Regions from separate parts of the Sus scrofa genome. Here region 1 is linked to region 2. Evidence: chromatin contacts called from public HiChIP or PLAC-seq data. All regions are on one chromosome and are shown on one strand. Each heading gives the region's core, a stretch centred on a gene start, on an enhancer-like site or on the middle of the called end of the contact. The rest is flanking DNA. Distances are from core to core; before and after follow the strand shown. Region 1 overlaps DOCK10 (dedicator of cytokinesis protein 10). Region 2 overlaps DOCK10 (dedicator of cytokinesis protein 10).

Region 1 (3,573 bases), core at 3-2,502, 140 kb after region 2:
ATACTAACAATGAAAGATCAGGAAGAGAAATTAGGGAAACTTTCCCATTTACCATCACAACAAAAAGAATAAAATAAATAGGAATAAAATTACCTAAAAAGACAAAAGAACTGTACTCTGAAAACTATTAAGATGCTGATGAAAGAAATAGAAGCTTAGGAGTTCTCATCATGGCTCAGTGGTTAGCGAACCTGACTAGCATCCATGAGGATGCGGGTTCAATCCCTGGCCTCGATCAGTGGGTTAAAGATCCAGTGTTGCCATGAGCTGTGGTGTAGATCACAGATGCAGCTCAGATCCTGTGTTGCTGTGGCTCTGGCGTAGGCCAGTAGGGTTCCGACTGGACCCCTAGCCTGGGAAATTCCATATGCCGCAGGTGCGGCCCTGAAAGACAAAAAGACCACATAGAAGCATTATTTTTAACAAAAGATTTAGTTTCCTCTCTTCTCTTTTGGGTGTCATAGCAAGCGTGGGGACTGAACTGCTCATCTCTGCTTCTGAACAGGTGGAAGGGAGAAACCCTGGCCCAGGAATCCATGTGGAGCGAGCTGCCATTCCTTGCAGGACTGAATCAGGGAGCTGAGCAAAATGAGCAACGTGCATCCTGTCTTAACCATCGTTCTCTCCCTAGGACAGAGCATTCCGCTGGTTTCACAGAAGGGGATTAAGCCGTCGCCAAAGTGGGGGAAGTTCCAGACCTTTCCAAGCTGCCATGTGTATGTATGCAAAGCTCTGTTATCAATTAGCAACAATCTGGTTTTGAGTGGCTATCCCTTCCCTATACCTTTCCTTTTAAATTGTTGAAACACTTCCGTGATGATGTAAGAGAGAAAACAGCTTATGAGTTGAGCCACAGTGGACACCAATCCTCTAATATTTTGTTCATTGGCTGCCTGTGGGAGTTGCCACTGTGGCTCAGTGGGTTAAGAATCCCACTGCAGGGGGGTAGGTCAAGGCTGAGGTACGGGTTCCATCCCTGGTCTGTGCAGTGGGTTAAAGGATCTGGTGTTGCCACAGACAAGGCTTGGATTCAATTCCTGGCCTGGGAACTTTCATATGTTGCAGGTGCGGCAGAAGAAGAAGAAGGAGGGGAAGGAGAGAGGAGGAAGGGGGAGGAGGAGGAGGAGAAGGAGCAGGAAAAGAAGAGGGGGTTCTCTGCCTGTGCTGCAGCCCTCATATCCCTAGGACCCTGCTATTTATTACGTGTGGGATTTCGAGTGAGTAAAGGCTGTCCCCCGAACCACATGATGGGGTAGTTTCCTGAACAGATATGGAGAAATACCACACTGGCCAACTAATTCGGGCTCTGGGTTTCCAAGATCTGAAGCAGAGTCTCATGGTTAACTAAAAAGAAGACAACTGTGAATTTGGGGGTTGGCAACTTTAAAGCTCCAGAGAGCCGGGTTTAATTTTTTTTTTTTTTTTTTTCCTGGCTCAGATACAAACCCTCAAGCCAACCCCACTTCAGTGTTCCAGGCTCCTGCCTGGTTTTCTTCTTTAAACCCATTCCTGCCACTCCTGGCATCTACTCCCCTCCTGGCTTCCATGTGGCTCCAGCTGTTCAATGCCTATTATTTTCTATCCAACACAGTGGCCTGCACCACGTTTCTCGGCCACCAAATCTCCCATTCTGCCACAGACGGTTTATCCTCTCATCGTTGGGAGCTCCTTAGCAAACACAGCCCCGAGCCCTGGCTTTGGTATTGGGCTGGAATGCGACAGACAAAAAGATTGGAAGTTTTTCATGTTTGGTTTTTATTCTGCAAAGCATGGTCTGCTGATTTCACGATCATTAAGCTAAGGACCAGCAGCCAAAATCTGAGTATCATTTAGGTTAAGTTCCCATGCTTTCAATAAGCCAATGTGACCAATTGACAAAGCTAAACCAACAAGCCGAAGCCCCGAAGACACGGGTGTCCATTACAAGTGAATCTGCTTTCCATATGGTGTTCTTGTGCCTTAATTCCTTATGAATCTAGCTTCGTCAGAAATACAGACGCAACATAAAACCAACTATGTGTCTAGGCAGACACAGCACTTACCTCTATGTCTTTTCATAATTTGAAACTGCCAACAATGTAATGTGATTTTGCTTTCCTATAATACTCACATTAGCCATGATTCATAAGTGAATAGTCTAGCAATCGATATCAAGTATGTAACATTTTAAAAAGAGGAGCCATAACAATTCTAATTGTATGTCCTTGACATTTTGTTGAGAATAAGACATACATTTATGTTCATCTGTGGTCAATATATTCTATCGAGTGGAACAGATGAGTCACAGCAAAGACCAGGATAAAATATGGTGAACATATTGGCAAAGCAGGAGAAAAATCATGAGCTAATCAGAAAACAAAGGCTCTATTTTCTGCCAAACAATGTAACTCAGCAACATATAATATTTTAAAGGCAACTTTCCCTTCTACTTTGTTTTATTATGATTGTTCTCCAAAAAATCAGACTTTATTATAATATTTGTATGAACAACAGTGACACTGATGGCTGTAATGCATTCTGCAGGGTTTCTCTCCTCTGAGTAGAGGTAGCTATTTTAAGATTCCAAGGGACAATTTGTCAGCTTGATGGCAATTGTAAGATGATGTAACTTCCTAAAAACGTGTTGCAAGCATCTCAACATGAGATAAATGAAACAACACTTGCTGTCACTTAGGACAATCTCCATCTTCAGCAATCTAATTTCTAAGATACACTAAAGCACTGCCTCCTGTTAAAGAAAACGGGATTTGTTTAGATTCCCACGAATCTTGTGTTTCAGACACATACGCACTCCTCTTACAACCTGAGTGAAGACACCTCCATAAATGTGATGGAATGCAAATGTGACACAGAAATAGACTGTTTATATTCATCAGCTTTAAACACATCTGCAAAGATAAAACAATCAGAAATTTCTTTCAGGAATTTCTTTTTGGTGGGAGTGTTGGGCAAAAGGCAAGGGAGTTTAATGAAGGTGAGGGTGCTGGAGAGCTTTGTCTTGTGCTGAATAGCCAATGTGGTAGGGACCCTAAGGTCAAGTTCAGCAATATATCCCATGTCCATCAGAGGACCTGACTGCAGTGGTAGGCCATGGGCTAAATAGTGAGTGAATCATTAGTCCATCAGTGCTTCATTTCGGCTAAAGTTATGAAGATACTAATGCCTCATAACCACAATCTATGGCTCTACTACTCACCCCGGGATGCCAAGGTATGACTACAAAAACATCTCCATTCAAAACTGCCCTTCCTGTTTATTTGAATAAATTGTATTTGTTTAAAATATGTTAGAGAAGTGGGAGAAATGTGGGAAAAAGAGAAACCCTGGAAAGGATGTATCCATGAAAACCTTGCATGCTCTAGGGTGGAGTTTCACTCTATTCCGTGGTGAAGTTTGCACATCAAATACTTGCAGCAGATTGTGACTTCCGGTCTAAAATCATATATATTTTGGTAGATTTCAGCTTTTTTGAATTTTCAGTTTGATTTCCTAATTCAGTTGGGATAGAGGGTAGTAGAAAAAGGCACAGGAGTTTGTTGTTATTATTGCCTTGTTTGCCATTTCTTCCCCAGA
Region 2 (3,658 bases), core at 425-2,924:
GTCTCTAGATCAAATATTTTCTCTTCAAAAAATGTTCTTCTCATGTCTAGAGCACTGACATTCCTTTCCAACCTCACCATTTGTTTCTCTCCCTTTTGTAACCCTGTTTATTTTCTTTATTCCAGATTGCACCAATTATTCCATGTTGTCTCTTTCTTTGCTGATTTTCTGTTTTCCTTAATTCATTGAGGTAAATTTTGTCAAAGCAAGTATTTAGGTAGCCTTGGTCTCCACTAAATCCTTTGAGTCCAGAAGAGTCCTTGGCTCATTGTCAGACACTCCATAAGCCACTTTTAGAATAAATGGATGATGATTGGATGAACACATTAAAAAAAAAAAAAAAACCTCAGGGGAGAGGAGATTTCTACTCACCTGTACCACACCTGTACAAGAATCCAAAAAGATGCAGCCTTTGGGTTCTTTGGATATTTTTTCATCTTTGTAAAAATTCATGATGTAGGAGTTATCTGGCAACTGAGTCAGCTGGAAGAAGCGCTTTTTGAATGACTAAATAAAGGAAAAAATAAAAGGAGGTAGTTCAAATTCATGGAAGTTAGCATTTTTCTAATTGCTTCAAGAGTGCTACATTTCTAGGGTATTGGTCTAGAGAAGAGCATTCCTCTCTCTTATAAATAAAATATGACATGAAACACAAACTCAATACAAACAGCTGCCCTCAGTTCTGCGACCTAAGCAGGGGTGGGGTGGGGTGAGGGGGCGGGTGAAAGAAAGGTGGCAGAAACAGATGGATCTTGATGTCTCCTTACCCGAACAGTAACGGTATTATTCACGGTGCTGTTAAAATTCCCCTTGTACAGCCAGCCAGACTTGAAAACTCCAGTTCCTCCCGCTCCCCCACCGCCCTTGGAAGACGAGTGGGAGGTGGTATCCTGTGCAAAAGGCATCATTAACATCACAGCATTCTTTTGTGAATCCCAGCTCTTAGACCCTGTGCTTAAAACCGAGACTCCTCCTCTCTTTGATTCATCTTAAATAATCATGTTCCCTTTCAAAACAAACATGATTCATGCTGCCTAAAAGCCCTCACACCAACAGCTATTGCAGCTGTATGAAAAACTGGTCAGAATCTGAAACATGCTCATGAGAGGCAGAGCACATTTTCCTTATGTTTGAAACATTTCACTTTTACTTACTTCATCTTTATCAGCATCTTCATGGTCAACCTCAAAGGAATGTGAAGGAAGTTTCTCTGGTTTGTATTCTGCTCTGATATTAAAAAAAAAAAAAAGATTCTGATTTGTCATTTGACACACTGCTTTCAGCGGTTCCCTGGGTAACAGCGACTGTGGTGGCTTTCTTACATGTTTGCATAAAATAATGTAATCTCATGAGGGTCCCATTGCCTTTGGAAGTATTACCTTTCCCCCATACCATTCTATCTTACCTCCAGTAAATACATCTTCATTTTAAATCATATTCGTACAGAGTTACACATACCCTTTTTAATTAGACAAAAGCAAGTGGCATCATTTTAAAGGTTTGGTGATTTAAGTTGTCCTTCCTCCACATTTTGAAGTGGAATATCAACAAAGTTGTGTTATCCTTTTTTTTTTTTTTTCTTTGCTATTATATGACATGCCCAAGGGTACAGGCTGGCCATTTGAAGAACCGTGTTCCTGAGAACCAAGCTGCACTCCAGCCACTAGGCTGCGCTGCCCCCCTAACCTTGGCCTCTCCCCAAAGTCTGTACCAACATGACTTAATGGCAATTCACTCTGGGCATTCCCATGGTAGCAGAGAAAGGCCTCTATGTCAAAGCATCACTGACCAGCTTAGAGGAGCAAGAGCGTGCACGTGGCTCCACGAATGGTAAAATAAGATGGAAGCAGACTTTCCTCCCCTTGATTCTATCTCATAACACATGGTTGAATGGACACCAGACAACATCATCCGAAATTTTGGCATTCCTTTATACCTGGTTGGAAAATCCTACATTTTGTAGCTAGGAGAATTTGCATGGGATATTTGTCTTCTTTCAAATGATTTACATCATGTAGAAGCAACCTCGGAATCTTACTCTTGAGAAAAAGAAGCCCCAAGGCACACCCAGTATTCCCATTACGAATGGTTCGCTATGTTGATGGTCTTCCAGACAGAAGGGTGAATGATCAAGGACTCGTTATACTAAGGTACGCATAAAATCGCCAAGCCACGCATTCAGGTAGACATTCAGTGAATTCAAATGGGTTTAAAATATTCTTTACCCTCCTTGTGAAAAACAGGAAAATGCTCCTTCCCAGTTCATAGCAGGGAACGTTGCTAGCTCAAAAAGAACACTGTCGGAAGTTCCCGTGGCTCAGTGGTAACGAACCAGGTTAGTATCCCTGAGGATGCGACTTCAATCCCTGGCCTTGGTCAGTGGGTTAAGGATCCAGCATTGCTGTGATCTGTGGTGTAGGTCACAGAGGCTGCTCGGATCCTGCATTGCTGTGGCTGTGGTGTAGGCTGGCAGTTGCAGCTCTGATTAGACCCTGAGCCTGGGAACTTCCATAAAGCACAATGTGGCCCTAAAAAAAAAAAGCCCACTGTCATAGTAAACTGTGGAAAGCCCGAGATCAGAACCACATTTTCCATACCTGATAAAACTATTTTTTTCTATTGTGGTAAAAATATACATAACAGTAGAATGATTATTTTAACTATTTTTAAGTGCACAATTTAATAGCATTAAGTACACTTACACTGTATAACCATCACCACTGTCCCTCTCCAGATCATTTTTATTCCCAAGCTGACTCTGCATTAATCCAGATCTTGAAAACATGAATATATAATACAACCTTCCTCATCCATGACTTACTTGCAAATTCAAAGAAATTCAAAAATATATACCAAGAGAGCAGAAAGTTTGTACTGAAGTCTACATATGCACTACGTAAGTGGCACACTGCTTTTTATTAAATTATACATGGATATAATTAAACATTTGTACACAAATACTGGGTTTCCACATCTAGTCGAATATTGCTTTTTTAAAAAGTTTTATGGCCATGCCCACGACTTATGGAAGTTCCTGGGCCAGTGATTGACTCTGAAACACAGCCACCGCCTATGCCACAGCTGTGGCAATGCTGAATCCTTTTAACACACTGCTCTGGGCAAGGGACTGAACCCTCACTTCCGCAGTGACCCGAGCTGCTGCAGTCAGGTTCTTAACCCACTGGGCCACAGTGGAAACTCCCAAGTCTTGCTATTTGCTGAGAAGAAAATAAAGTCCATAACAGTTACTCACATAAATAGGTAGTACAAGAGATAGGGGTCAGAAGCCTTATCTCTGAAATGCTACTTCCTGTATTTAGGGCGCACTAACCCCAACCATCTTTAATAAGCATGTTAAGTAAGATCGCAGCCAATTTTCTTTTCCAAAGGATCTTGGTGTACTTGTAGTTCTTTCTCTTTCTTGCAGACCATTAGAGATACTCCAATTTATTTGAGCCAACTGCCACTGATGAGAACCTGCTCTGCATCTTTTGGTTAGGGTCAACCTTATGTGAAGGCAGATGAAGGTGGAGCCCACACTGTTATTTCAGGACCACTGGGAAATTCTTCTTACTCCACCAAAACATTTCTCTTCACCTTAATGATGCCTTGACATTCTTTGAACTGGAAACAGTTCCTTTGACCTTTTCATTTGATG

The links. HiChIP or PLAC-seq counts read pairs in DNA pulled down with a chosen protein or histone mark.
Region 1: a contact with region 2 is called in an H3K27ac HiChIP or PLAC-seq map of alveolar macrophages. The contact joins two enhancer-like sites. A contact is called at or near these places in 3 of 47 Hi-C or Micro-C datasets (blood, embryonic fibroblasts and fetal liver) and 1 of 2 datasets of contacts at active chromatin or transcription factors (alveolar macrophages).

The regions. Positions count from the first base shown.
Region 1 is chr15:126,684,644-126,688,216 of Sscrofa11.1, forward strand. The region is part of intron 1 of DOCK10 (dedicator of cytokinesis protein 10); the gene reads right to left. Among named protein-coding and RNA genes, the nearest start is that of DOCK10, 25 kb to the right of the region's middle. Within about 2 kb of position 1,253, at least 2 of the 83 cell types and tissues checked have an H3K27ac peak or open chromatin away from gene starts, as enhancers often do. A contact at or near this core is called in alveolar macrophages, where this site is marked.
Region 2 is chr15:126,547,932-126,551,589 of Sscrofa11.1, forward strand. DOCK10 (dedicator of cytokinesis protein 10) reads right to left here. Exons shown (of 56, transcript XM_021074807.1): 5 at 1,155-1,227; 6 at 768-890; 7 at 373-507. Among named protein-coding and RNA genes, the nearest start is that of DOCK10, 160 kb to the right of the region's middle. Within about 2 kb of position 1,675, at least 7 of the 83 cell types and tissues checked have an H3K27ac peak or open chromatin away from gene starts, as enhancers often do. A contact at or near this core is called in alveolar macrophages, where this site is marked.